Regions from separate parts of the Mus musculus genome. Here all the other regions are linked to region 4. Evidence: chromatin contacts called from public Hi-C data. All regions are on one chromosome and are shown on one strand. Each heading gives the region's core, a stretch centred on a gene start, on an enhancer-like site or on the middle of the called end of the contact. The rest is flanking DNA. Distances are from core to core; before and after follow the strand shown. Region 1 holds the start of Bnc2 (basonuclin 2). Region 2 overlaps Gm33410 (a long non-coding RNA gene). Region 3 has its middle 38 kb from the start of Gm11415. Region 4 overlaps Bnc2 (basonuclin 2). Region 5 has its middle 27 kb from the start of 6030471H07Rik. Region 6 has its middle 7.4 kb from the start of 6030471H07Rik. Region 7 holds the start of Cntln (centlein, centrosomal protein).

What was found. Hi-C and Micro-C count contacts between places; a contact is called where the count stands out from the background.
Region 1: a contact with region 4 is called in a Hi-C map of uterus, with 6 times the contacts expected there. The contact joins the promoter of Bnc2 here to the enhancer-like site in region 4. A contact is called at or near these places in 11 of 39 promoter capture datasets (the 3T3-L1 cell line, 3T3-L1-derived adipocytes, the HPC-7 cell line and 6 more), 9 of 484 Hi-C or Micro-C datasets (embryonic fibroblasts, muscle stem cells, uterus and 1 more), 3 of 115 datasets of contacts at active chromatin or transcription factors (the NIH/3T3 cell line, embryonic stem cells and fibro-adipogenic progenitors) and 1 of 9 other capture datasets (adipose tissue).
Region 2: a contact with region 4 is called in a Hi-C map of uterus, with 2.9 times the contacts expected there. The contact joins two enhancer-like sites. A contact is called at or near these places in 1 of 15 datasets of contacts at CTCF or cohesin (the NIH/3T3 cell line), 3 of 484 Hi-C or Micro-C datasets (nephron progenitors and uterus) and 1 of 115 datasets of contacts at active chromatin or transcription factors (acute myeloid leukemia).
Region 3: a Hi-C map of uterus shows a contact between it and region 4, with 7 times the contacts expected there. The contact joins two enhancer-like sites. A contact is called at or near these places in 5 of 484 Hi-C or Micro-C datasets (embryonic fibroblasts and uterus).
Region 5: a contact with region 4 is called in a Hi-C map of uterus, with 2.9 times the contacts expected there. The contact joins two enhancer-like sites. A contact is called at or near these places in 1 of 484 Hi-C or Micro-C datasets (uterus) and 1 of 115 datasets of contacts at active chromatin or transcription factors (the SCID.adh cell line).
Region 6: a contact with region 4 is called in a Hi-C map of uterus, with 3 times the contacts expected there. The contact joins two enhancer-like sites. A contact is called at or near these places in 1 of 39 promoter capture datasets (the SN4741 cell line), 1 of 484 Hi-C or Micro-C datasets (uterus) and 1 of 115 datasets of contacts at active chromatin or transcription factors (the SCID.adh cell line).
Region 7: a contact with region 4 is called in a Hi-C map of uterus, with 2.0 times the contacts expected there. The contact joins the promoter of Cntln here to the enhancer-like site in region 4. A contact is called at or near these places in 4 of 39 promoter capture datasets (the 3T3-L1 cell line, embryonic stem cells, frontonasal cranial neural crest and 1 more), 1 of 484 Hi-C or Micro-C datasets (uterus) and 1 of 115 datasets of contacts at active chromatin or transcription factors (fibro-adipogenic progenitors).

Annotation. Positions count from the first base shown.
Region 1 is chr4:84,673,782-84,677,939 of GRCm38.p6, forward strand. It overlaps Bnc2 (basonuclin 2), which reads right to left and starts at 1,622. Exons shown (of 7, transcript NM_001369083.1): 1 at 1,194-1,622. The coding sequence starts at 1,196.
Region 2 is chr4:84,086,004-84,090,173 of GRCm38.p6, forward strand. The region is part of intron 1 of Gm33410 (a long non-coding RNA gene); the gene reads left to right. Among named protein-coding and RNA genes, the nearest start is that of Gm33480, 6.2 kb to the left of the region's middle. Within about 2 kb of position 2,423, at least 38 of the 459 cell types and tissues checked have an H3K27ac peak or open chromatin away from gene starts, as enhancers often do. A contact at or near this core is called in uterus, where this site is marked.
Region 3 is chr4:83,924,784-83,928,591 of GRCm38.p6, forward strand. No RefSeq gene overlaps it. Among named protein-coding and RNA genes, the nearest start is that of Gm11415, 38 kb to the left of the region's middle. Within about 2 kb of position 1,813, at least 15 of the 459 cell types and tissues checked have an H3K27ac peak or open chromatin away from gene starts, as enhancers often do. A contact at or near this core is called in uterus, where this site is marked.
Region 4 is chr4:84,405,871-84,409,784 of GRCm38.p6, forward strand. All of the region lies in intron 4 of Bnc2 (basonuclin 2), which reads right to left. Among named protein-coding and RNA genes, the nearest start is that of Gm33597, 190 kb to the left of the region's middle. Within about 2 kb of position 1,886, at least 31 of the 459 cell types and tissues checked have an H3K27ac peak or open chromatin away from gene starts, as enhancers often do. A contact at or near this core is called in adipose tissue, muscle stem cells and uterus, where this site is marked.
Region 5 is chr4:84,015,629-84,019,763 of GRCm38.p6, forward strand. No RefSeq gene overlaps it. Among named protein-coding and RNA genes, the nearest start is that of 6030471H07Rik, 27 kb to the right of the region's middle. Within about 2 kb of position 2,688, at least 34 of the 459 cell types and tissues checked have an H3K27ac peak or open chromatin away from gene starts, as enhancers often do. A contact at or near this core is called in uterus, where this site is marked.
Region 6 is chr4:84,035,629-84,039,304 of GRCm38.p6, forward strand. No RefSeq gene overlaps it. Among named protein-coding and RNA genes, the nearest start is that of 6030471H07Rik, 7.4 kb to the right of the region's middle. Within about 2 kb of position 2,128, at least 16 of the 459 cell types and tissues checked have an H3K27ac peak or open chromatin away from gene starts, as enhancers often do. A contact at or near this core is called in uterus, where this site is marked.
Region 7 is chr4:84,881,454-84,885,578 of GRCm38.p6, forward strand. It overlaps Cntln (centlein, centrosomal protein), which reads left to right and starts at 2,856. Exons shown (of 26, transcript NM_175275.4): 1 at 2,856-3,371. The coding sequence starts at 3,012.

The DNA of each region.
Region 1 (4,158 bases), core at 372-2,871, 270 kb after region 4:
GGTAAATGGGAAGCATCATAAATCGCACGCTGCTTTCAAAACCTCTTTAATTTCTGTCAGCATTACTGTAACCGCAGTCCTGGGTGCATTTTGTATGTGTGTATGTCTGCATTTGACAGTACCATCTCCTACATTCCAGTTGTGACTTTGATCTCTGAAACAAGAGATGTCACATCAGGGGGAAGGGAAGAGGAAAAAAAAATGTCAACCTGCTATCACCCCGTTTCTTATACATCCCATGTACATAGGGCCCACTTTGTATCAGAGCCCCCAAGTGGGGCTAACAACAGCGACACTGGGTGGTAGGGAACTCCAAGAAAAAAAGAGTGGTCAAGCCCCATTTCTAACAAATGACTTCCCGAAAGCAGACAGTGAGGCTCATCACTGGGTGAACTAATTGCCTGCTTCCTCGCTGCAGAGAAGCCGTCCCTTCCAGGGACTGGGCTGGAGTCCCCCTGCGCTGTGCCATCCCTTTTCCACCACCACTTGGCACTTACAAGTTTTGTTTTGTTTTAATCTTCGCCTCATCCCACGGGAGATTCCGTCTAGTTTTGTCCTGAGCTCCACCACTACTGTATATATATATATATGTTTTTAAATTCTGCCCCCCTTTCAGGTCTCAAATCCCACCGTCCAGTCGGCGTGTAAGCGCAGTGGGCCGGCTGCTTCAGAACCGCACTTCGGGAAAGCACACACGTGTCTGTCTAGCGGGATTTGACTGGCCGCGTCCGCGTCCTCCGCAGCCGCGCGGGCATCGCTGCGGTCCCCACGCGGGCCGCGGGCCGCGCCCCGGCACCCATGCCCAGCCGCCGCTCAGGGCTCTCAACAGGCCGGCAAGTTGGGAAAGTTGCCGCGGGTCCCGGCAGCCCCGTGCATCCCGGGTCCCCGTGTCCCGCGCCCTCCCCGAGGGCTCCCCGGTCCCCAGAGTCCCCGACTGGCCGCCGCTCACCTAAGGCGCGGGGAGCCCTCGCTCCCGTCCGCCTGCCCGCCCGCTCGCCCTCCCGCAGCCGCCTCGAGAACTTGGGGCCAAGTTGGGGGAGTGGGGGGTGGATTTCGGGAGCGCCGCCGGCTGCCCGCCTCCTCACGCCGCGGCGCTAGAGGAGAACGCGGCCCGCCGCGGCCCCGGGGCGTCCCGCCCGGGTCTGTCCCTACCAAGTGCAGACGCAAGCGGAGAGGAGGTGGAAACTTCTTACCATCTCGGCATGCTGGTTGTCAAGTGCAGCCCCCGCCTCTTGGTCTCCTCTTAGCGGCCGCGCCTGGACCAGCCCCTCGGCCGCCTCAGCTCGCCGCTCGGCCTGCTCCCTCCCCCGCCCGGCCGCTCCGGGCCGCGCTCGCCGCCCGCGCCACTCCCCACCCGCCCGCGCGCGCCCTCGCCGCGGCCCCTCGGCGCTCAGGTGACTGATTTACACCCGCGCCCAGGGTCGCGCTCGCTCCCTCGAGCCGGCGCTCCGAGTTGTCCCGCTCCTCCCCGGGCAGAGGGAGAAAAGAAAAAAAGGGAACGGACTGTCCGGGAGGGGGGCTGCTGGCGAGGCGGGGTGCGCGCGGCGGCGCGGGGGGGACCGGTGGCCGCGCCGGCACAAGTTTCTGCTCCCGGCGCAACTGTCCGGACTAGGGTGTTCGCCGCCTGTTTTGTTGTTGTCCTCAAGCTTTTCTAGGGGCTTCGGGGAGGATGTCTAGCCCTCCCCCACCCCCACCTCGCTAGACACACACCCCCTCTTCCGTGGATGGAAAAACAACTTTGGCGCCCCCCGGGGGGTGCGGGCGTGGAAGTGGAGGTGGCGGCCAGCGCCCAGCTGTCAACAAGGGGGAAAAATGCGAGGAGCCGGGAGGGGAGAGGGAAGGCTGCGAGCCGCCGCCGAGCACCGGGCGCGAACTTTATTCCGACTGCGGCGCAGCGCCTCCGCTCCGGGCTTCTCCCACTCTCGGTCTGCTCGGCCCGGCTCTGGTCTGCCTTGGGCGGCGCCGGAGTGAAGGCAGGGGAAGCCCGGGGACCGTGACGCGCCCGGGGACCCGGGGCAGAAAGTTGCGCACAGCTAGGGGCGAAAAGTTTCTGGGAGCGGCGGCTTTGGTGCCGGCCCAGACGGCGGCTTGCGGCCAGGGCTTCCTTCCCCTTCTAGGTCTGGGCCTGGAGCTGCAGCTGGCGGGGGAGAGGAAGGAGACTGCCACCCTAGCGGGCGCCCGCGACGGACACCAGTCACACGTGTGGGGTGACACTCAGACGACCCGAGTTGCCCTGCTTTAAGACACGGGTTGCCGGCGGCAGGCTCGGCACGCAGCCGCCAGCGGTTGAAGGACACTTCTTAAATGGAAGCAAAACACAGTCGGGCTGCAAGATTCGGGGGGGAGGGGGGAGACTTAATCATCCTCATCTTTCTAATGTACACCGTGTGCCAAAACCGTCTCCGCCTCGTGCAGATTTATCATCGCTAGAGCAAACTTTTTGCTTATCTGTCTCGGGAGGAAAGCACAGGTTTCTAGCACACTCTTGAGCTCTAAGAAATCAGAGAATCCTGCGGAAGATTTGGTTGGCTGAAAACAGGTTTGATTACTGTTTCTTCCTGAAAAGAGTAACTCGTCCCTCCTTCCATTCTCTCTTTCCCCAAGCAGAGGGAGAAGCCTCATAATTTCATTCAGAGGTCAGAATTAAATTCCTCCGAAAATATGTAGACTTGGAATTTAGGACACACTCACACACATACACACACCGTCATAAGTTTAATGTATATTCACAATGGTTAAGCTTAATTTTTTTTTCAGGATCCATGGCTGACTAGATCCCAAGTAGCAACAGCTGGCCTGAGAATGTGAGTTAGCTTATCCACGTGGATCCAGCCTTTTTTTTTTTTTCTTTTTTTTTTAAACATTAGGGCCACCAGCACCTGCAGTTCCTTGTACTAGTTGGGTTCAAATTCCTGACTCCTCCTAGGCCCATGCAAAGCAGATTGGTAGTCACTTCAGAATCTGTCGATTCTATGCAGGAAACACTATAGACTTTAGGCACATGTTTATCTCTTAAATTTTCTAATGAGTGACAGTTGCTGTGGGACAAATTACGGGTTAGGTATCTAACCGTTATCCAATATGTTTAAATGCATGTTATCAAAGTAGGCTCATCGTCAAATGATTTGATTAAGGTGTGGAGCATATTCTCTTGTTCTCTAAGCAGAACTATGACGTCATTCTGTAGCAACTGATTACCCGAGAGATAATGGTGACCAAATGTTCATTCTGAGGTCCTAGGAGCCTCACAAGCAGCTTCCAGAAAGAAGCCAAGTTTCAGTGTGTTTCCCTGCATCACGAAAAGATTGGGAAAAGCTAGCAGCTAATTTCAGAGTCATTACCCACACAAACCCATTCATACACTTAACTGCTTTTAAGTGACAGTCCAGCAAGTTGCCAAACAGTTGTATCCACACAGTGTGTTTCTGGCTGCACACCTACATGTGCCACGCTACTTTTTTTTTCTACATCAAGCAACCTGTAATTTACATTCCTCTGATTGGTTCCAGAACTGACTGTTCTTGATGTTAGCATGCAGTCACTCTACCTGAGGTCAGATGTATCTAGCGAAGTCCCCCTGCCTTTCTAAACAGTCATTACAAAGATGGAGTCTGGGCTGGACTGAAGAGCAGCCTTTAAGAAGGTGGCAGAATTGGCAGAAGCCATAGTCTTGTCTCCAGTGACTTTGACAACTGGCTCAAGATCTTACTTAGGTCAGTGGTCCTCAACCTGTGGGTCTTGAACCCTATGGACTACCAGAAAACACAGATATTTACATTACAATTCATAATGGTAGCAAAATTACAAGTATGAAGTAGCAACAAAAATAAATTTGTAGTTGGGGGTCACCACACCACCAGGCACTGTGTTAGAGGGCTGAAGCATTAGGAAGGAGGAGGGCCAGAGCCTTGGGTCCTCTGTGTCCTGCAATATCCTAATGCTTTGCAGCTACCTGACTCAGTGCCCCATCCAGCTGTTCAATCTTCTGTTGGACTCCACTCTCTTTGGCTCTAATTTGCTCATCTGCTTTCTAGGCTTAGACCTTGGTGGCTCTTCTCTTTGCTTAAACTCTTACCCTGTCCAGAGTCCCTTTCTTCCCACTTTCACCTTATCTCCAACTTTACTCCTGAAGAGTCAAAGAAGATAGCTCTTCGTTTA
Region 2 (4,170 bases), core at 1,173-3,672, 320 kb before region 4:
CAACTCCTCATGGCTGGAGAGGTCATGGAACCGAGAGGAGAGCCTATTACTGCTAGTTTCCTAAACCAGTATAATCTCTAACTGAATGTAAATACCTACTCACAATCACAGATGAGTGTAGCTCCCACCCATTTTAAGTTTTAAAATCACGTGGTTATTTTTTTCTTTATTCATGATAAGTTCATAATTTCAAGAAGAAAAATGGCTTAAGAAAATCATCTTGTGGTTGATGAGTTTTACAGCTTGTTTAGAACAACGCACCCTGAGGTCATGAGGCTATTTTTCTATTTCATATTTTACAAGCTTTATTGTTAAATTTTTCCCATTAGGCCCAAAATCCATCTATAATTGACTTTTTAAAATGGTGTAAGATAGGCACAAGTCAATTATTTTTCTTTGAGGAATACACATAACTGAACCATTTCCTTAGGAGACCACTCTTTGCACATAACCTTGAGTGAGACCTTGTACATCAGATACTTCATCCAGAGCTCTGTTTCTGGACTTTCAGGTCTGCGCCATGAGTCCAGGTGTCTCTGATTGTACTCTGCATTGCCTTAAGGACCGTTGAACTTTGAACTTTCTGCTTTCCTTTGCTTAGGTTTTGTCTAGACTGTGTTTTATCTTTTGCAGTTCCATATAAAGTTTAGAATTAGCTTGATAATTTTCACAAATTAGAAAAAAAAGGAAAGAAGAAACGAAGTGAAGAGGGGGATACAGAGGAAGGGAGGAGAGGAACAAGCTAGAATGTTTATGGGTATTACTCTGAAGCAATAGATCAATTCGAAAATCATTAATATTTCTACAATATATGTTTTCCCAATCCCACTTACGTGGTAAATTGCTTAAGTCTTGGGAAAACAATAAACAAAAAACACTCTCTGTAAGGTTTGCATATTCAGATATTAGGTTCATAAATCTTGCTAAATGTATTTATACTATTATTTCATTTTAAAATACTATTAAAATGCTATCAAGTTTGAGGTATTCTTTTCTAATATTGCCACAACTAGATAATTGATTTTTAATTATGAAGATATACTGTTTTATCAAATATTTTCTTTATTTATATTTTGAGATGGTTATGATTTTTTCTTTATCCTGTTACTCTGATGAATTCTGTTGACTGATTTCTATGTTAAACCAACCTTGCATGTCTGAAGTAGAGTTGCTTTGTGATATTTGATCCTTTAAGTGTATCTATACATCAGAATTTTATTTCTGTGACAATGTTGGGTGCTTCGGCGATTGCATAGTATTGAGACGACCAAGTGAGCTGCCCAGCCAGGTATAATTCAGGGGCCGAGTGCATGCGGAAGCTCCCGGATTTCAGATCATACCGAAACCTAAAGCCCCATGCCACACTTATATTTAGGAGATGGAGAATTCAATCAGAACTGACCGCAAATCAGACCAAAGGGGAAAATCTATAGTTTGAAACTAATTTTCCTTCAAAAGGGAACAGAGAAGATGAATCACCAGCACTGGGTTATAATGTTGGGAGGCTCTGAAGGCCAAAATGGTGAACTGTAATTATCATTTATAATGTATATTCATAATCATATTGCTTCTAGAACATCTTCATTATCTTTCACTTTTGAAATGATTGTTGTTCCCAACAGACTGGAGAATCCACTTTTATTAGGCCCAGATCATCAATCCAAACCTTTTAAGGTAAGAGTGTTGCTACCTCAGAAGCCAAGGAGACATTTCCTAGCTGGAAAGTGAGCACTCCGTAGTCATTAGCCTCCTGGACCTGTGAGCCAACCCGGCTGCCACTGAAGTTACACTGGCCTCAAATTAACCTGCTCCATTTGTCCACGAATCTTGTCCCTCCTTCTACAGACTAAGTTCTCCACGGCCTTGACAAGCCTTGTTTTATACCAGAGCTAAGTTTCTGGGGGACGGCATGTCGAAATTGAATTTGGTTTCTACAGTTTTATTTGTAATGGAGCCTGTGTTTAAAAGAAAGCCATACTCAATACTTTAAAAGGCAAGTATCCATCGTCTCATCTAACTGGTGTCAGAAATCCTCACTTGCAAAGCGGTAATACCTTTCGTTTATTATTATGGTAGCATCATAAAGCGGACCTTCTTCTCACCTCCTGCACTCCCTGACTGCAGGATTCTTCGGGCAACGCTGATCTCCTCAAGCCTCACAGAGGCCTCCCTTTCCACTCTGTCTGTCATCTTCTCTCCGTCTCAGTGTTTCCTGACTCTGCCTTTGAGCTCCCCCGGTCTCCCAGTTCTGCCTCCCATGGTTGCTCCTCTGTACGATCCATGCCCTTTACTGTTGCGGTGGCCCACGCGCACTGACCTGTTTATGTTAAGACTCTTTGGGATCCTCAGGGACAGCTCACCAGTGACCAGGGGCAGAGCAGCTGTATCAACTCAGCTTGGGGAAGCTCAAGTATCCAGTGATCTTGGCTGCGTGGAGTTTGAAATTAAGCCCAGCATATTACTCACGGCAAAACTCGGGGCCAGCCAAGTTAAATAGAGCACTCCCCGAAACATTCGCAGACTGATTAGAGAAGGAAGCTCCGACTGAAGAGCTCCTATTTTGTGCCTGCTTCTTATTTTTTTAAACAACATGCTCTCTGCAAGCAAGATGGAGAAAGTGGAAACCTCAAAGAATGATATTTATTAATTTAAAATGTTTCGGCCTGTGAACATATGCCAGGTCCCTTTAACTTGATAACAATGGCCACAATTCAATCAAGCTCTTCCTCTCTTTAGAAAGGGCACTGAGTGCTTTGTAAGTAAGCACTGTTGCATTTAATCTTCATGTGAACTGCGCTGTAAGTAGGACTACTCTTCCCATCTGCAGGTGGGCAAGGAGAGGCCCAGAGAAAGCCCAGGACACACTTCTAAGTGATGGAGTTAGAATGTGCTTTCACCTTCTTAGCTGCTCTCATGTGGGTGCAAGTGCCCGGGAACACCTTAAGAGAAGCCGTGGCATTACCCCATGCCTCTGATGGGAAGATGGTTTTTGTTTGGAAGAACTTTGAAGGCCAGGAGTTCAGCAAGCTGGAACACACACCCTACTGAATCAGGCAGGGCTTAATTTGGCAGATTATTTTCTGACCAGAAGGAGATGCTTGCCTTGGAGGAAGAAAGGGGATCATTTAATGGACTTACAGAAAATATTAGTACTCTGTGTGTGTGTCTGTCTTTCTCTCTCTCTCTGTGTCTCTGTCTGTGTTTTTGTCTCTCTCTGTCTCTCTGTCTCTGTCTGTCTGTCTGTCTGTCTCTGTCTGTCTCTGTCTCTGTCTCTGTCTCTGTCTCTGTCTCTGTCTCTGTCTCTCTCTCTCCAGAACACTTGACCTCTTCCCAGGTCATGGATCATTCTCTCTGTTGGCCTTTCTACCTGGGATTGTTCTGGGAATCCTGAAGCTAAGTCCTTGGTCATCCATTTTACCAGACCTGTTCTATCATTTGATCGGGTATCACCGGCACCCTCTGCCGCTGAACATCCACATAGACATGTTTATCGGTGCACTGAGAATCGGTGTACTGAGAATCCTGCTTCTAACAAAGCCCTGGGAATTCCATTGTTTTCCATGCTGAAAGTTTTCATTTGAAAAATAGACCTCTTTGTTTAACTAATGAAAAGGAGGGGTTACTGCTCACTTCTCACGCTGGGTAAGAATTCCACGGGGCAGTAATTCTATTTCTCAGTGGAAAATGTTTCGGTTTCTTAATATTGTTTTGCAGGCTGGTCTCTTCCCAGCCCTTACTCCAAGGACCACACATAAACACATGTACACCCTCATGCATGCACAGTGAAGCATTTTCCACCCTTCCCTGTTGAGGGTTAGGGATGGTCACATCCTTTTTCCAACACCTGCAGAACAAAAATGAGGTGGGTCAAGAGCTGTCACCCAGCCAGAGACATCCTGCTTATTTGGGAACACAATGCCTTTCCCAGCCACATTCTAGCCCCAGAGGCTGGGTGGGCTGCAGAGGAAGGACACTGGACTCCAAACCTCCCTCGTATACACCTCTGTGTCGAGCAATTTTCTCATCAAATGGAAGGGGTGGTTTATAACAGTCCCTCCTCATGTTAGTATAAAGTGGTGACAAACACGGTGCTATCACCTTTGAATGTACTGTGTGGTCAATGTGCTGGTGAGTGGTCTAGACCACACAAAGCAAATCAGAATATGGCCC
Region 3 (3,808 bases), core at 563-3,062, 480 kb before region 4:
TGTTGACATGGTGAACTGCCTCTGTGCTTTACAACCAGTTTTGAACTGGAAAGAGAGAATCGCTGAAATTTGCTTTTTTTGTCTAACACCATTTCCATCCTATCAAATGAATACAGAATAAACAGCAAAGTAATGAACCACTAGCCAAATACACAAAGCAAGAAAGGTGCCTTAAAGCTACACATAACACAACTACATCTACTATAAACCTATCCCAGTATCATATGACAAATTTCAACAATGGGAAAACCACAGTTAACTTTGTACCAACCTAATTGTATCATAGCACAAAGAGTGTTCAGAATCAAGGGAAGAAGTATCGGATTGCAACCATGCTTCATGCTTTAACATCTCAGCCTCAGTGAGGTAACACGTTTAAAAAAATCATTGAGGAAGATACTTTGAAAATGTCAGTTTATGAATGACAATGGCAATTGCCTACAAAGTGTTTCTGATTCCAGCAGGGGGCAGGAACCCTCGTTCCTGGCTTTGGTCTGTGAAAGTAGACTTTCGTTAGGACACTCTTCTATGGGGGAGGGAGCTGGACTCTGTGACCTTCACTCTTACCCATCCAGGACTCAGGGAGGGGAGATCTGAGCCTGGGAATACTGCTGACTCTTAGGTAACTCAGCTACGATTTTTTTCCCTCTTCTGCTTTTTAAATTAGTGTGAGCTAGCACGGCCTTAAGATTTGGTGCCTAGCTGAGACAGCAGAAAGTCACATGCATTAGTTAGGACACAGGCTAAACTGCTGTCCTGAAGACACTGAGAAATGCCACCTTGGAGATGAGATTGTTTATTCCTCTGTGGAGAGCATTTCCTGGCAGGCCTGCGGCACCTGGCAGGTAGGTGGCACTGCTCCATAAAGCCAGCAGACTTTCTTCCATTTTGCTCCATCAGCCCAGAGTGCTTATCTGAGGGTGCTTTTCACATCTGTATCCAGCCTGTGCAAGGGAAGGACAAACGGCTACTTTCTTTTATAACATCTGACCTAGAATGTGCACACATCACTTTCGCTGCTTGGAAATTGGTCACTTGGCCACTCTGGCACTGAGCAGCATGGGAACTGGGAAGTACTATTTCCAGCTGGACACCATTTTCTTCCTTCTTGGGTGTGCATGTACTTCTGAGGGTGTGTGAGAGAGTCGTTTTACCATCAGAAAGATTAGACTAGATGACAGAAGGAAATGGGCGGTATCTGCCATATTTTCCCAATCATAGGTCATTTGATACATGTGAGGGACACTGGACCCTCTCAAAACCTCTTTGTACCTCTGAGAACCTCTTGAAACCTCAACATCTCACCATCAAGAGAATTGTATAGCAGAAGTGTTGGGAGTAACAACCAAGATAAAGAGAGCAGGCCCGAGAGGCAGCCGTGAGCTCTTTGCTCTGCAACCCTTCCTCTGCATAGCCCAGAACCCCTGTTGGCACACACAGTCCGTGCAGACCATGGGTACAGAGCTGGAGGTAGCCAGCAGTTGGCCCAATTCTGCCTTTGGCTGCTGTTCCTGGAGTCCCCTTTCCTCCTCCTGCACCTCCCTCGTGGAGGAATTCTGTAGATTGATGACCTGTCACCTAGAAGATGGAGACAGACCCCAAATCCTGTGTTCTTAAAGGAGAGAATTAACGAGGCCTCCGAGTTGTCTTGGTGCCTGTTTCAGAATGGCCCGTGGCTGAGAGAGCCAGTGTCTGCGGGGCTTCGGGCGGTCAAGCTGCCCTGAATGTGACCTGTCAGGGGTTGTTTGTGATCTTTGTGCCCAGTGATGCAGGTCACAGGCAGTGTTCCTCCCAAGGATCTGATTGTTTGCAGTTGTGAAGTGCAGGAGCTTGGATCTGTCCGAGCAGAGGGTTAAATCATGGAGTGTTTTACAAGAGCGGCTATAGGGAATGCCGTGTTTTCTCCTTATATGGTTATTTTTCTCAGTCCAAAATCCCAGGGTGTATTTTACGTGGTTGAAATACACAAATGGAGTCACAGTCTTAGCCAAACATGCTATGTGGCTTTAAAATTAACAAGCCTCCCTCTACTTCTGTACCCTAAACACACCCTGGAGCAGCAGTTTCTGTTGAGACTGAGGAAAAGAAAGACTCTTGCCTTTTTAGCCACCAACAATATTTGCCTGGGATGAGCTTCTCTAATCCCACTGCTGCCTTCTGCATGAGGATATTTTTTCTGTGCAAGCGTCGGTGGGTCAAATCAAAGTGTCGCAGTTTTTTTTTTTTTTTTCCATTTTTTATTAGGTATTTAACTCATTTACATTTCCAATGCTATACCAAAAGTCCCCCATATCCACCCACCCCCACTCCCCTGCCCACCCACTCCCCCTTTTTGGCCCTGGTATTCCCCTGTACTGGGGCATATAAAGTTTGCAAGTCCAATGGGCCTCTCTTTCCAGTGATGGCCGACTAGGCCATCTTTTGATATATATGCAGCTAGAGTCAAGAGCTCCGGGGTACTGGTTAGCTCATAATGTTGTTCCACCTATAGGGTTGCAGATCCCTTTAGCTCCTTGGCTACTTTCTCTAGCACCTCCATTGGGAGCCCTATGATCCATCCATTAGCTGACTGTGAGCATCCACTTCTGTGTTTGCTGGGCCCCGGCATAGTCTCACAAGAGACAGCTACATCTGCGTCCTTTCAATAAAATCTTGCTAGTGTATGCAATGGTGTCAGCGTTTGGATGCTGATTATGGGGTGGATCCCTGGCTATGGCAGTCTCTACATGGTCCATCCTTTCATCTCAGCTCCAAACTCCGTCTCTGTAACTCCTTCCATGGGTGTTTTGTTCCCAAATCTAAGGAGGGGCATAGTGTCCACACTTCAGTCTTCATTCTCCTTGAGTTTCATGTGTTTAGCAAATTATATCTTATATCTTGGGTATCCTAGGTTTGGGGCTAATATCCACTTATCAGTGAATACATATTGTGTGAGTTTCTTTGTGAATGTGTTACCTCACTCAGGATGATGCCCTCCAGGTCCATCCATTTGGCTAGGAATTTCATAAATTCATTCTTTTTAATAGCTGAGTAGTACTCCATTGTGTAGATGTACCACATTTTCTGTATCCATTCCTCTGTTGAGGGGCATCTAGGTTCTTTCCAGCTTCTGGCTATTATAAATAAGGCTGCTATGAACATAGTGGAGCATGTGTCCTTCTTACCTGTTGGGGCATCTTCTGGATATATGCCCAGGAGAGGTATTGCTGGATCCTCCGGTAGTACTATGTCCAGTTTTCTGAGGAACCGCCAGACTGATTTCCAGAGTGGTTGTACAAGCCTGCACTCCCACCAACAATGGAGGAGTGTTCCTCTTTCTCCACATCCTCGCCAGCATCTGCTGTCTGGTCACTTGATCTTCGACAAGGGAGCTAAAACCATCCAGTGGAAGAAAGACAGCATTTTCAACAATTGGTGCTGGCACAACTGGTTGTTATCGTGTAGAAGAATGCGAATCGATCCATACTTATCTCCTTGTACTAAGGTCAAATCTAAGTGGATCAAGGAACTTCACATAAAACCAGAGACACTGAAACTTATAGAGGAGAAAGTGGGGAAAAGCCTTGAAGATATGGGCACAGGGGAAAAATTCCTGAACAGAACAGCAATGGCTTGTGCTGTAAGATCGAGAATCGACAAATGGGACCTAATGAAACTCCAAAGTTTCTGCAAGGCAAAAGACACCGTCAATAAGACAAAAAGACCACCAACAGATTGGGAAAGGATCTTTACCTATCCTAAATCAGATAGGGGACTAATATCCAACATATATAAAGAACTCAAGAAGGTGGACTTCAGAAAATCAAAT
Region 4 (3,914 bases), core at 636-3,135:
AACACCCACCCCCCCCCCCCCCCCCCGCTTATCATATCATCTGCTCGGGGATTCACTTTCTAGCACACAGTAATCTGCTTTGGGATGATCTGAAGAAGGCAAGTACTTAGGAAAGAATGGGATGCAAAAACAGTATTTCAGGACCCTCAGCATACAGCATACAGGTCAGAATTCTCTGTGAGAGTACTCTTCTCTGATCACAGTTCCATAGAGGAGTAGAGGGAGGTTGGAGGAAGTCAGCCATTATGGTCCAGTAGAGAGAGAATGGTGGGGAGCATCAGCACAGAATGCTTAGGAACCAGTCCTTACAACCTGGGGGAAGATGCTAGTTTATGTGAATAGTGCATCCGATAAAAGGAGAGGAACGGAGGGTGTTTCATTTATCACCCCTTCAATTTGTGTTCCGCTTAACATGGTGAACTCTAGTTAATTAAGATGTTCCTATAAACAATTAAGCTTCCTGTAGGATCGTTAGCAAGATATAAAAATTTATGATGTAATAAAATGCAATAAAATGATAAAGTAGTGAGCCTATCAAAGTATTCACACGCAGAAGGAGAGGTGTGAAGATAAGCAAGGGCAGCTCTTCCTCAGTTTAATCTCTTTGGTTTTCAACACATAATGCACTGCTCTCTACTTCTCAAAAACCGGGAAGCTCTAGTGAGACTTCACAGTGGTCTGGGATAAAGTTGTCTGGAGTAACTTTGTCTCTGCTTCTGTTCAAATGAGGCCCACACAGCTGCCCTAGAGTTCTTGGACGAGGAGACTGCCCCTGAAGAGCTCTGGGCCTCACAGCCAAGATAAACCGGTACAAAACTCCACTCTGAAGCACACCCCCTTCCACACTGCACTTTGAAAGACTCTGTTTTTGTCTCTGAGATGGGGTCTCAAGTATTCCAGGCTGTGCTCAAACTCACCATGAAGCTGAGAATGACCATGAATGGCTGATTCTCCTGCCTCTACCTCCCAAGGGCTAAAACTCTTAGACAGTCTCATGACTGTTCATGTTTAGAATTACCGCATTGACTACATAGGATTTGAGCTAAAATGCTTATGCCAGAACATTAGGGTAACTCCCCACTCATTTTATCTTCCTTCAAGCCACTGTGATATTTAGGCGCATTCCTATTATTATTTGAATTTGCACATAAAAGAACCAGAACACAGGAAATACATTAGTCTGCCTACAGCTATCTTTTAACTAGTCAACTTTGATATATCTGTTATTTTGATTCAGTAATTAAAACAACTAACACTTCACCAGGCTTTTACTATGTACAAATCATATAGATATCTTCACAGAAAAAAAAAATGAGAAAAACTTAATTAAATAACCTGGAAATGGTTCCAACAGTCAGAGCTAGAACAAGCTGCAAGCTCCTTATTCAACAGCTGTCCCTTTAACTCTCTCTCTAGCATCCTCCCTTTAACTGATGTAGAGCTTTGTCACAGTCTGAGAAAGAGAGTTCTGAAAACGTCAGTTTCACCCAGGAAGCCCCTGACCAGTAAATCAGCACTGACAGTACTTAGGACACAAGATCTTGCAACACTCATCCTGCATCACGTGACAACATATCTGAGAAGCTAGCAGGCAGATGGCCCAGGACTTTGAAAAGGAGGCACTGTTTGAACGATGCTAAAAGAAAATTGAAGGAGTTTAAAGCAACATGCAGAAGGTGGGTAGGCTGAGAAAGCAAGGGAACCCGCAGCTGAGGGATGCGATGAGAGAGCAGCCAGAGCCATTAATCAAGCACAGGCCTTTACATCAGGATGTCCTCCCTTTATGGCTTATCAGCTCCAATCAGGGAGGAGAGGAGAGAGGCAGGAGAGGGCACTGTGCCCCCAGGTCAAGCAACAGTCTCCTGTGCCAGGCAGGAAATGGCTTTGTTTTCACTCAAGTGAAGCAAGTACAGAAATGTTCAAGGACTTTCCTCATGGAGACAGCAGAACAGAATGCCGGGACAGCAAAAGCTGGTTCCTCTAAGGAAAGGATCTGAGGCTAGGCACAGCCAGGTTCTGGAACACTGTAACAATCTAGAAGCATTTTCTTAAATGGCCAACCTTCCACCTTTGGTCAGACTATCATCACTGCACTATGCTAAGAAGCACCCAGCCTAGTAGTGTGCTGTTACAGTTCACCAAGTCCTAAACACCTGCTAAAAATGTTCTTCCAAAGTACAATTGCTGACAGACCTTCTCCATGTCAGTTAGAGTAAGGCCAGAGCTGTGCTGTGGGTGAATATGTGAGAACATTATCTTCCTGTAACAAAGGAAAGTCCGGTTTTCTTCTCAGTGTGCTATGTATCCTGGGAAGTCTATACATGATTCCAGACAGTGCTGTCAAGTCTCTCAGAATGAACAGGAGAGCACAGACACTTCAGACATTTTATTGCTGAGGATGGGAGACTTTCCAATGTGAAGAAGAAAACTGGCTGAGGAAGATGAGCCACAGCTACGGAGACACAAGATAGGTAGGGGCTGATGGCAAACTCCTTTCATAGATATTTACATAAATTGTAAGCTTAACACAGACTGAGACAAATAATAAAGACATTTGACCTCTCATATGGAAGTATTGACTTTGATCTGTCCTGTTCAAGTCTTTATAAGGCACCATGTCTACAATAAACTTGTGGAATTTGTAAACAGAATTCCAAGAGCGCCTGATTCAAAATGTAAGACAAACATAACCAAGAGTTTTGATTATAGAATGCCTTGGATCCTAGGTTAAAATTTCATTTTACATACTGAGTCTTAATAGAAACTTAATTGACATTTATGAGTTTAGTAAATAAAAACAGGAAATCCAGCAACATCTATGTGATGTACACTTACATTAAAAAAAACTACAACTTTTTTTTGGTGGATATTTTATACTTTCCATTTAAGTAAGGGCCTCTAGTCTACGAAGACCTATTAAGTAAAAGGGGAGAATGCAAACTTAATGAGACTGAGAACAAAAATCACTTTCTGCTGATTATACAAGATTTAGAAGTAGGGCTGGAGAGGTGGATCAGCAGGTAACTACACACACTACTCTTGCAGAGGACCCAAGTTTCATTCCCAGCTCCCACGTAGGAAGGCTCATAACTGCCTGTAATTCCAACTTGGGGAGATCCAGTGTCCTGTTTTGGCTTCCACAAGCACCGGAACTCATAGTCTTCCACTCCAACTGCAATAGTGTGTGTGTGTGTGTGTGTGTGTGTGTGTGAGATGTATGCACACACATATTCTTTTAAAATTAAATCTTTACAAGAAATGCTGTAAACAGTGACCTATATAAGCAATAAGGCTCGCAGCATAGTAAATCATAAAGTAGGATGGTAAATGACTCTAACTTAACTCTACTGTCCTTGCATTTCATGTGTCACAGGATCCAAAGTCCACGGGAAAATGCTTTATGTCGTATATATGTTTAATATGCTATTAAGTGATGGATAGTCCAGATGATGCAAACCTGTTTATTTTTACACTGAAAGAGCTAAGAGGTATAGATAAAACATGGGTATGGAAAAAAAATCAGGTTTGATGAAGCACTAAGTCAAGTAACAATGTGGGATTATATTTCCCTAAATAACTGCAAGCAAGGAAAGGAAATCACACTTATAGAACATACTGAAGAAAAGCTCCCAAAGCCCCAGCGTAACAGCAGTCTTTCTTACAGGGTGGCATCGGCCAAAGGAATGACACTCATCTTCCTGCAGATCACCTGGAAGCCAATGACAACTTTAGCATTCACTAGCTTGGTGGCAGGTACTTCCTTCCTTAAGGCTAAAGCAGTCTATAAGGAAAATAACTGTCCTCCCACGTCCTGCTGTGAAGGTCAGTAAGCTGAGTGTTATACGGATCGAGTCTCCTGTTCCATCCAAATGTCCCTCTAACACATCTATCAAGCTCAGGAACACAGAACTGAT
Region 5 (4,135 bases), core at 1,438-3,937, 390 kb before region 4:
GGAACAGAGTGGTGGCAAGGCAGCTGAGGGAGGGAAGTAAGGTGGTGGGATGCACAGGGGAGGGGCCCTGTAAGGGAAGCAAAGACTGCAATTTCCCTGTCTCGACCTGTACAGGCCAGTCTAGGGACGGCTGGGGATCAGTAGCCATGCTTGCCAAAGGTCGAGTCATGAAACAAGCAGTTTCTTTCATTCGGAGTATTTTAATCCCTCGGACTCTATAGTGGGATGGGAGTCCTGTGTTATTATTGGAAATGGTGTCTATTATTAGTTACTGTTCCTCCTCTTGGATGGTGGAGTGCCAAGGCTTGGGAGGAGCTGGGCAGGACCCAGAGAGAGAGAGAAATGGTCTGTGAAGCCTGTATTTTCCAGAGCTCAGCAGTCAGGCTCTCAGCCTCATAGCTACTTATTTTATGTCCATCTAGTCACACCTCGGCTGAGCTCTCCAGTCTGCGTCAGAACCTCTGGGAGCCTGGAAGTAGCTGTGAACAGCAGTGACCTACCAGGTGGGTGGTGGGGAGGAATACCCATGCCAAGAGGACCAGAGGCAAAGCCAAGGCTCTGTTCCTCTAGAAGGTCAGGATGAGAGACACAGAGCACAGGCTCAGAGGGTGGTCATCTAGACCCATGACTGAGCAGTGAGCCTGTCTCACAAACATTCTGGGGAAGAATTCATCAGGCATTTTCTACACAATCCTGATCTAGTGTGCTCGTGTGGAGGATAATCTTTCTCTTTTGTACTTTGTATCTCTCTCTCTCTCTCCATATATATATATATATATATATATATATATATATATATATATACACATATACATGTGCGCTCACACACACACACACACACACACACAAACACACCCACATGAGGATTTTCCTATGTAGGCTGGCCTCAAACTCACCAACCTCCTGCCCCAGCCTTTTGAATGCTAGGATTTTAAACATGAGCACCCTCACCTGCCCTAACCTCATTGGGTTCTTTTCCAGAAAAGTGGTGTGGATTACAGTAACAGCTCAGAGAACCTCGCCGGTGAAGTCAGACACTTCAGAGCTGCCTCCTGAACATTTCCCTCCTTCAGTGCCAGGACAGGCAGCATCTAATAGGACAGACATCCCTTCCACCTCCCGAGCTTCCTTTTATCACCCTGCAGTGTTTCCATGGTTGGTGTTTTCCAAGGCATTCCCGAATCCATGTACTTTCTCCCTTTTCAACACGGGTGATTCATTAAATGTCAAACCAAACGTGGCCTTGTTCAAATACTTTTGTCGGAGTTTTCCTTTAAAAACACATCCAGAAATCAGAACACAAATCCTGTGTCAGTCTCTAAGACAGTCATGCAAGCAGTTGTAACTGCAGCTGTATGTCTGCAGCAGGTGCAGCAGAGATGCTTAAAAGGTGATTTATGTAAGCTACCTGGGACCTTCAGGGAAGTCAAAGCTGGGCGGCTGCTTCCTGGCGACCCCTCCTGGCTGTGCACCCTGGCGGTTCCCAGCTGACTAGGGATGTGGCTACAGCAGTTTCCCAGTGATGAGTGGCTACCAAATTGTCACAAACACACAGTCCCCTTGTGGTGAGTGTTTCATTGTCATAGGACCTGGCTTAGTCCCCCAGCTGTCCTGGGTGCATAGTCATTGTCAGGATAGAGTTCTTCAGAGAATCCCTGCTCTGCCCTGAACAGTAGCAGCTTGTACACAATGAAGCCATCTCCCAGGGAGCAGCAGATGGACAGATTTCAGCCCAGACTACCCTGAGAATGTGGTACACACCACAGAACAGGCCTTCTTTGGCAGGGAGATCGGTTTCCCTTCCTGGGAAACCAGCAGCCCTCAGACCCCTTGCTACCCTGGCCTCTGTCATGGGAAGCCATCAAAGCTTACAGACAGGCTTTGGAGAAGGATGGAACTGGATATAGATTTTGGCTCTTCCATTTACCAGCAATCTTACCTAATCCATGAGCCTGCAAACCTCAACTTCCTTATCTCTAAGTGCAGAGAATTGTGGTGGCTACCTGTATTAGCCAGGGTAAGCAATACCAGCAAGCACCAGCAAACCTAAGTCTCATTGTCTCATGGTGAGGAAGGCGTATTTCTCTTTCACACAGAGTTAATGAAGGGGATTTGATCAACAGCTCTCCTGGGGTAGTCCTGCACAAGGAGCAATTTCTCCTAGTGTGTATACTTGCCACCTTCTGGAGACCTGGGGTCTATATTTTCTGCCTTAAATGTGGGCTGGGGGTGGAGAGGGACTTTGAAAACCAATCCAGAATAGTAGCTGTCAGTCCCTCTGCTCGCAAGATGTGAAGAACTCTAAGTGAATGATGAAAAATTGTCCCCAAATATTTTGGCAACCTAAAATTGGCCCCAACGGGAGTATTTACACCACAGACATTGGCAGTTGTACTGTGAGAGGCAGGGGAAAGAAGACCGTGCTTCATTTCTGACCCACAGAAGTCATCAGTGGAAGCTGTGGAAGTACAGCGACTCTTCTGGGATTCCGAGTCAGCCCTGGCAGCCTTAGAGGCTGGGAAGTCACAGTAAGCCCCCTTGTCCCTGGTGGGAGACAGGGAGTCTCACATCCTGGACACCACAGTGACATCGTCCGCGGAAATCAGAGGCACTCTCCTCTGGCTCTCCCTAATCTTCCTTAAGCTCGCCTGCACTTTTGAAATTCTTCCCAGCTGTACTTGGGTCCAGAATGGAGGGCTTTGTGGAGCTGTGAGAACTTGACTCTAAGAGACTCTCCCTCACAGGAGTCCCATGTAGAGGAGCTGGCTGGCGCCTGACGCCATTAATCCTCTCACACAGCACGCACCCACCCACCTACATGCCCAGTTTCCTAATATTTACACATCTGACTCTTGCCATTTCCTTTTCTGGGGCCTCTGGGAACTGTTAACAGGGTTTTCCTGAAATGTGGAATTTGCAGGGAAAGGTAGATGGGCCCAGAGTGGCCCAGGCCCAAGTGGTATTTGGGAGGATGTGACAGAATTTGCTACTGGAACCTCTGGTTTTCATACCCACAGCAGTTATTTGTCACTTCTCCCTTTCTTAGAACCAGAACAAAGGCTCTGCTGCTCCAGCCTAGATCCCTGTGCATTACAGGAGTGGGCTGGCAGCGGGCAGAGTTCACCTCGCTCGTCATCCCAGTGGAGGAAGGGCACGGTTCAGTGAATCTTTGTTTGTTTTTACAAACTTGGTGGGACCACCTCCACACCACCACCATCACCACCACCACCACCCAATTTGCAATCAGAACCTTCCCCAGATTCTGGAACGTAGCCCCACTCGGCCACAAGTTCTAAACAGCAGTGGCTGAATGGTGCAGTCTGAAATGATGTCAACGGCTTGTGCAGGAGCCAAGGAAAATATGTGGAGGCCCTCGGCGGCTTCATCCCCACGCTTGTAGCAATGCAGCTGTGAGCCTTAAGTTTTCCTTCTGAAGAGACCACAGTGCATCTGGAAGGATTCAGAGCCAGCTCTGCCTGTCACACCTCTGGATGTCCTCCCCTGCCCTCCACCCTCCTTGAAGAACCAATTTTTAAAAGCAGGTCCAAAAGAGACATGGACCACGAAATGTAGCTAGAACCAGTGGTATTCATCAAGTATTTGAGTAAGAGCTTAGCTCCCATGGTGGTAGGCATGGGGAGGGAAGAACAGACAGACCAAAATGCTAGGGGTGTCAGAGAGGGAATTCCATAGCCACAGGGCTCTGGGACCAGAGGGCTTCTACCACTTAAGCCCGCAGGCTCTTGTCTTCTGACTCACAGAGGTGACTCCATTCCACTTTGTGCCTTCAAGGAGCCAGGGCTTGAGTTGCCAACAATCATCCTTCCAAAACTCCACTTGATCCCATCCATGGGAATGCAGTCAGAGGGAGAGAGAGCCTCCCATCACTCCTGCCCATGGCTGCAGAGCTCAGGGATCCCACGGATCCAGTTCATCCCACGGCAGGCTCTGTGATGGTGTGGCCATGTCCGTGGTCAGGAACTCTGCTTTAGAACCGGAAGTGCACAGATAAAGCCCCAGGGGGAGTCTTAAGCACCCCTGTACTGCAATTTATGGGTCAAATGACAAGTCGGTGGAAGGAGTATTATTTTTCTGAGTCTAGCAGAGGAGCCTGGAGAGGGAGCAGCTAAGCATA
Region 6 (3,676 bases), core at 878-3,377, 370 kb before region 4:
GATGGCAAGAATGGGAGATGTTGGTTGTAGTGCTTAGATTAATTCAAGAGACTGTTCAAGAGCATGGAGCCAGAAGACAGCAAGGCCTGTGTTTGAATACAGTTGTGTCTTGTTTGCCTCAGAACCTGTATGCTGCCATCTATGATGCTTTCTGCAACCTGAACCATAGTTGTCATACTTTTAAGAAACAGGATTCATTTTGCCATTGCATCATTTCCCTGTTTCCTTCACTCACACTTGAGCATTGGGCATTGAAGGATTCCCAGAGCAACCAAAATATCAGTGTGTGCCTTAAAAAAATAGGTTTCAATCGTTGGTAAATCCCTTACACTACCACTACCATCACACACACAGAGGGAGAAAGTGAGTGGGTGGAGAGAGTGACAGAGAGAGAGAGAAGGAGAGCACAGTGAGCTGCACACACACAGAGCAACACACACACACACACACACACACACACACACACACTTACATGCTCTAGAGCTTGACTTCATAACTCTACTTTCTTGCCACCAATAAGAGACTTCAAATGTGCTCAAACCTCTCTGCCTTCAGTGTCTCCCACATGTACACATCTGGAGAAAGCATTTAGCTATGAGAAGAAGTGAGCTGTCATTCCCCGTGACCATAGGAGAACACTTGACGGAACAGTCCCCTCTACCATGGGAAGTAGCTTCATGGGTAGCAATCCTAATCGCCCTTTGCAGTGGGTGAGCAGGGTAATGATGCTGTTTGCCAAGGGTCATGGGGAAGGGTGGTGCATGGGGGAATACGTGTACATTCATGGGAGAAAACACAGTCTCGGGGTTGTAAAATCGATGCCTTTCAAACCCACCCCCAACAGCTACAGCCCTCCCATCTAAGCCACTCATAACTTTACAACACATTCTCCTTTTGGGATAAAACTTTCCAAGTTCAGTGTCTGCTCCCCAGAGGCCAACTTTTTATGGGAATTTTGTGCTAAATCAGCAAAGCTGCATTCAAGTTGGAGAAATACAAGACACTTTCTCTCTGCCTGCTTGAAAGAGACGGTGAGCAGGGAGCCTCCCCCGAGATCGCTGTCTCGGGTTGACTCTTGTTTCTCAGCGTTCCAGGCTCGGATGTGATCAGACTGAAGATGAGAAACAGTTTTAGCACTGTCTGGATCAATGACAGAGCCAATAAATAGATATTGCCAGTGAATGGAGACAAACGTGAGAGGGCTAAGAGGAAGCAATGAACAGGGAGATATTATGACAGGAAAATAATGGCCAAGAACTTCTTTGATTCTCGGGAAAACCAAAATAATTTTCAGACTTAAATAGGAAAACATTCTTCTAGAATACAAACCTCTGTGTCCAGACAGGAAATCTTGTTGCTAACATCTATGGACTACACGCCAAGAGACAGATACCACACAAAGGCACTGGCGTTTTGTCTCCTTATTGTCACACATGGCTGACATAAGTAACTGTCCCATTTTACAGACGTGCAAGCAGAGGTATGTTTATTCATTCAGGCAATTGCTACTTTTTTTCCAGAAAATAAGACCACAATGGCCCTTCCCTAGGAACAGCACACCCTCAAAAGTCAGGGCAAAGGCTAAGGGCAAACAAATTGGCAGAAAAGAAAATAGAACAGGTCTGAGATGGAATTGCGTGGGCAGGGAAGGTCTTCCTGGAAAGGTGAGTTCTAAGCAAAGCTCTGGGGAGGCAAATCCTTTATGCATTTGGGGGTGAATGGGGAGAACAAGGTATCTGTGTCAGAGACAAAGGAAGGGCAGATGACAAAACAGAGTTGAAGATCCAGTCAAGGGCAAGGTCATGGAGCTCGTGAGTCTTAAAAGGGCTTTAGAACGTTTACTCTAACTGTAGAAGCAAGGCACGGACGGGTCCATCACTAGGCACAACTCCAGCTGCTGTAACCATAGAGTGAAAGGGAATTCTAGTTCTCTCCAAGGGATCATCCAGAGGTGCTATAAACAGAGTCAAGAGAGTGGCTCTGCCCATCCTTCCCTGGTGTGATGGTGAATGATGACCCATCGTCAGTGAGAGAGGAGGAGGAAAGCTCCTCCTTCATTCTGTGCAAGGCCAAATACTGTACACGTTACTCTTCTTTATGTCCCAAGTGCTCCATCCCTGTCACATGTCCACACCAACCGCAGTAGGGGTTGCAAAACAGAGTCAGCTATTAGTCATCAACCAGATAAAAGCCTGCAGTCTGGTTTTAAAGGAAGAAAGGGTGACAGAAACCTGGGTATAACTAGGCCCCTGCCTCAGAAGCCTTTGAGTGGGGGAGCAAAACAATCTGACATAATGTGTTAAAGAGGGTCCCACATAAAAATCCCAGTGCTTTTAATAATCCTGGCATCCGGAAAGGTTAAGGTGAGAGGGACAGGAGTGGTGGGGATAAAATTGGCATGTGTTAAAGGTAAAGGTAGGGAGGTTTGCCTGTAGATTAAAAAAGGAGACATAGGAGAGAGAACAGGTCTCAGGAATGCCTTTTCAGATGATGAAAAGAAAAACTGACTTGCCATCCGAGCATGGGGAGAATTCGATAAAGGCAGACCTAGGAATGAACTTAAGAGCCAGCTTTTCGTATATGGAGTATGAGATTCTGGCCACACGTTCAGATAGAAGTTTCTAGAAGGAAGCTGGAATTGGACACTTCACCAGAAGAGGAGGGCTCCAGAGCTGTCACAACTGGAAGTGCTGGTGTTGATATGCTAATTACATAGAGCCTTAATGAACTTGGGTCATTCCTGGTGTGGATAAGATGACAAAACCCATTCATCTGTGACAATGTCTCTGCTTTCTCCCCTAGGCCACATAGGCTGTGGCTCTCTCTCACTTAGGAACTTCTGGTGTGTTCTTGCAAGTCCACCAGTCATTAATCTCTTCTTCCTCTTAGTCTGTACCATTTCAACTTTAAGATGTGACTTAATCACCTTGGTAGATGTGAAGGTCTTGGTGTGGCCCTCCCTAAGATACTCCATATTGTGTAAAACAGCATTTTTTTCACACTGTTCCTTGCTCTGAGATGTTCCATTTTATTCACGAATCACATTTCACTCCATTTTGAGAATGAGGGATAACTCTAAACCTTGGTGGAAATGTGGTAACACCATCTTCTGTTTGGTGCCATTTACTAGGCACAGACTGATAAATAGCTTAGTCTTAACAACAATAAGGTAACACCAAAGTAAATTGGGGATATATGATGTAAGATATAATATATGGAATATATTAATTTTGAATTAGGAAAACCAGGCTGAAGAAATCAGACAACCCAGACAAAGAAAAGGTACAGCTTTCCTACCTAGGTCCTTTAAAGAGGAGGACACCTCATACTGAGATGGTGGTGGTCCCACTGTCCTAATACTGTTATGGTGGTGGCCCAGTGTCCTAAGACTGTGATGGTGGTGTCCCACTGTCCTAATGCTCTGATGATGATGGTCCCACTGTCCTGTCATGTTTACCACTCAGTGTGAACATCAAGGCATCAATAGGCAGAGAACTCCCATGTGTCTCAGGGATTGGGCTTGACTCAATACCAGTCTAATTCCATCTACTGACATTATCATCCCTCTGGTCACCTGTTTAACTGTCCAGAAATGACCCCATCCACCTGCCCATTCATTTTTCTGGAATAGGCCTACTCTTCATCTCCCCAGCCTCCACCATACTTCACGTCTACA
Region 7 (4,125 bases), core at 1,606-4,105, 480 kb after region 4:
ATGTAAGCATATACTGACTGATGAAAAGATAAAGAAAAATGTGGTTTATCCACACAATAGAGTCTTATTCATCTACAAAACCACAATAGGCTAGAGGATGGGCACTTCAGTTAAGAACATCTGTTGGTCTTGCGGACTACCCAGGATGGTTCACAACCACCAATATCTCCATTACAGGAAGGTGTCTAACATGCTCTTCTGACTTTTGTGGGCATCAGGCACACACGTGGTATACATACATACATACATACATACATACAGGCAAGTAAACACACACACAAATAAATCTTTCTTTTAAAAAATAATAAAGTATTGATATATACTACAACATGGGTGAATTCTGATATAATATATAAAAGCAGACATAAAAGCTTACATAGACTCCATTCTTCAATGTTTAGAATAAAAATGTACAGAAATAGATAGAAGTTGGTGATTTTGGGGTTAGTGGGAGGAAGAATGTGAAATGACTGAATGGGCATGGAGGTTCTGACTTGAGATGATAAAAATGTTCTGGAACTAGACTGTGGGGATGGTTACTAACATAATACTACTTCATTGATAGTTGAAATAATTTAAAACGTTATGTGATAAATTTTACGTTAAGTGATATTGCCATTATACAAGTCTTCTAAAAGTATTTGCCTAGGCAAAGATACAGATTCAAGATATTACCCTTTGGGAGACTCTATCTATCCATCTATCTATCCATCTTGTATCTATTATCCTATCTATCTATCTATCTATCTATCCATCCATCTTGTATCTATTATCCTATCTATCTATCTATCTATCTATCTATCTATCCATCTTGTATCTATTATCCTATCTATCTATCTATCTATCTATCCATCTTGTATCTGTTATCCTATCTATCTATCTATCTATCTATCTATCTATCCATCTTGTATCTATTATCCTATCTATCTATCTATCTATCTATCCATCTTGTATCTATTATCCTATCTATCTATCTATCTATCTATCCATCCATTGTATCTGTTATCCTATGTATATTTATAATACTTCTATCATCTATCACCTATCAATTGATCGATTGAGATATTGCATCAAACACACTAGAAATCATAATAGAAAATATTACATTGCTTTTCCAAAGACTCTAGGGTTAAATGAAGAAATAAGCAATGACCAGTAGGAGGCACTCACATGTATTTCAGGCTATACCAGTGAATTCCCAGTGTTAAACCCAGTAAAATACCATATATTCTTGGAATGCAATGCTTTGTTTCAAATTACTGTTGAGATGAAAGGCATTGTTTTTTGAATTAAATGGATTTAAACTCTAGCTTCTCTAATATAGTATCAGACATGGAGTGTCATGAAATTTACAATGACCTCTGAAGTCTCAGTTTCTAGTACAATGCGGATGACATCTAATTCGATATAAGTGAATTTAATTTGAAAACTATTATTGGACTCAGCAAATGTTAGATGTTCAACACGATAGTTCTTTGTAGGACAAGTTTATATGTACTTTTCCTTTTTTATTTCTATGGGTACCTATGTGTGTGGAGACCTGAGGTCCTGCGTCTCCTTCAATCATTCCCCATCTCAGTTTTTGAGACAGAGACTCTTAATGATCTTGGAGCTTGCAGATTTGGCTAGAGTAGCTGACCAGCAAGTCACAGGATCTGGCCTCTGTCTCCTAAATTCTGGGATTACAGGTCTGCCAACATCATGGCAGCCGGCTTTGGAAAACACACGTGGGCTCTGAGGGATTGAATTCATGATTTCACGGCAAGCACTGCATGGGCTGAGCCATCATGGCCCCGAGCCCTACATGCACTGGAAACATGTAATTCTCTAATACACTTTGCAGTGTTGGAAGGATGACCAGAGGCAGTCTTCGGGCATGCCGACTCAGTACAGGCAAAAATGGTTTGAAAATGGTAACTTCACGGTGGGACTCTCAATCCCTACTTCAAATCTCTTCCAAGAATTCTGTAAACTTTTCCTAGAAAACAAAACAAACAAACAAACAAACACCCCCCCCCCAACAAACCAGCAACAACAAAAAAGTAATTCTATCTTTCTGTGAAACTCAGCTCAGCGTGCGCGCGTTCACTAAGTTTAGCACTCTGGAGGAAGTGTCTTAAGGGCAAAGAAAGGTTATTGTGTTTTTGAAGTTTATAGCAAAGCAAGTGAGAAAAGACCAGAGACTAAAAAAGTGAGTCAGTCTCATTTCTTTCATCAGACTCCATTGCTGACTTTAGTTCGGTCCAAGGACACCAAGCCGTTGGGCCTTGTAGGACAAAGTTGCTCTGATATCCAGCCAAGGGATAAAGAAATTGACATAAAGACTCAAAGGAAACCATGACTCTTGCAAAACAAAAGACAAAGGGTGTAGGAAGGATCATAATTCAAGTGGGAAGCCTGCTCGATAGTCCCAGCTCAGCACAAGGCTTTCCGCGTCTCCTTGACTTCAGTCGGTTAGATGTCAGCCGCACGTAAGGCAGCGTTGCCAAGGGGTGTGAAGAAAACACTTAACTCTAAAACCTATTCCCTGATCCTCAAGGAGCTTACAACAGCGTTGGAGAGATTAGCGGGGTAACTAACACTTGAGGGCGGTCAATGAAACGTGAAAAACGAGTTGGCAGAAGCCTTGGAGGAGGAAAGAATTCACAGTTCTGGATCACTGGGGGCTGGGGGCTTGTCAGGAAGGCTTTAAGACGAGGGATGTAAAGTAGGCCCTCGGCGGAGCTAGGGCGTTAGGAGGGCGGGAAAGTCAGGCACTTCGGACTCGGGACAGTGGAGGCGCCAGCAATGAACTTGCTGGTCGAGCCTCCGCCGGCCCGGCGCGCATGCGCAGATCAGCTCAGCCGCCCGCGCTCGGAGCTGGGCCCGCGGCAAGCCCACTAGGAACCGCGATCGCCGGACCAGGCGGGAAAAGCTCCGCGCATGCGTAGGACGGCAGGCCAGGCTCCCCAGGATGGGGAAGGGAAGGTGGAGTTTTCAAGCGGGAACTTGACCCGTTAGGCGCCGCGGCCATGGCGGCGCGCTCGCCGTCTTCCTCGCCGCCTCCGCCCCCGGTGCGGCGGTCCAGCCGGCGGTCCCTGCGCGTCGGGCGCGGAGCCGAAGTGCACGCTGTGCGCAGCGAGGCCTCGGGTCTGGCGGGCGCCGCGAGGGAGGTCGTCGCGGATAAAAGCGACTTACTTTGGAGGGGCGAAGAAGGGTCAGGGGGACGGCGAGGGTCGGGGCGGGCCGGGGCCGCTGTCGCTCCTGTCGCCAGCGCGCCCGCGGGTTCCTGGTGGCCAGAGGGCCTCTCCTCGGAGGAGGCGAAGGCGACGCGATCGCAGCTGCTGGAGGAAGAGCTGAGCAGCCTAAAGGAGGAGCTGGCCCTGTGTCAGGTATCAGGACTGGCCGCCGGCCTTCCTGTCCACGGCCCCGGCCGGGGGCAGCGCCGCCCATCACCGCCGCCCGAGCTCATGCTCGCGGCCCGGGGCACCTAGTGAACCCTCCCGGGACGCGCCCTCCAGGCTCCACGCCCTGCCTCTGCCCACTGTCTGGGCTGCAGGCTCTGTCCCGCTGCAGACCCGGGTTTCGATTTTAATAGGATGCTCTCCAGAGGCTCCTTCCTCAAAGCCCAAGTTCCTGGTGCTGTCTAGTGATACCCAGTGCCCACGAGTGGAGTGCATTCGTGAATTGAAATAAACAGGACCGTGTCAGAAAAATAAAATCCACTGATGGAAATTGCCCGTTTTTAAACTTCAGACCCACACTTAACCCTTGTTCTTACCTTGTTAAACTTAAGTTCCAAACACAACCACAGTTTTTAGAAAGCCCTGGGAACGGGACTACAACCTTAGGATGCTACGTATTCATTTATTAACTTCCAGTGATCCCATAGTGAAGTACTTTCATGTGAGTGTGCCAGAGGAAAGCAGTTGTTAGAGCAGTCATCTCACATTACTTCCCAGATTAGTTTGAGGGTTTGGGGATGGTGAGCTTGCCTGTCCTTCAGTGCAGAGTATTTATTTATTTATTTATTTAGTTAGTTTATTGGTTTTGCCTTCTCACCACCATCTCCTTAGATTTGGCTCTAACCACATATAGGGTTAGGAAATAAAAATGTTGAGAATTCATTCAGTTAATTACAAGTCT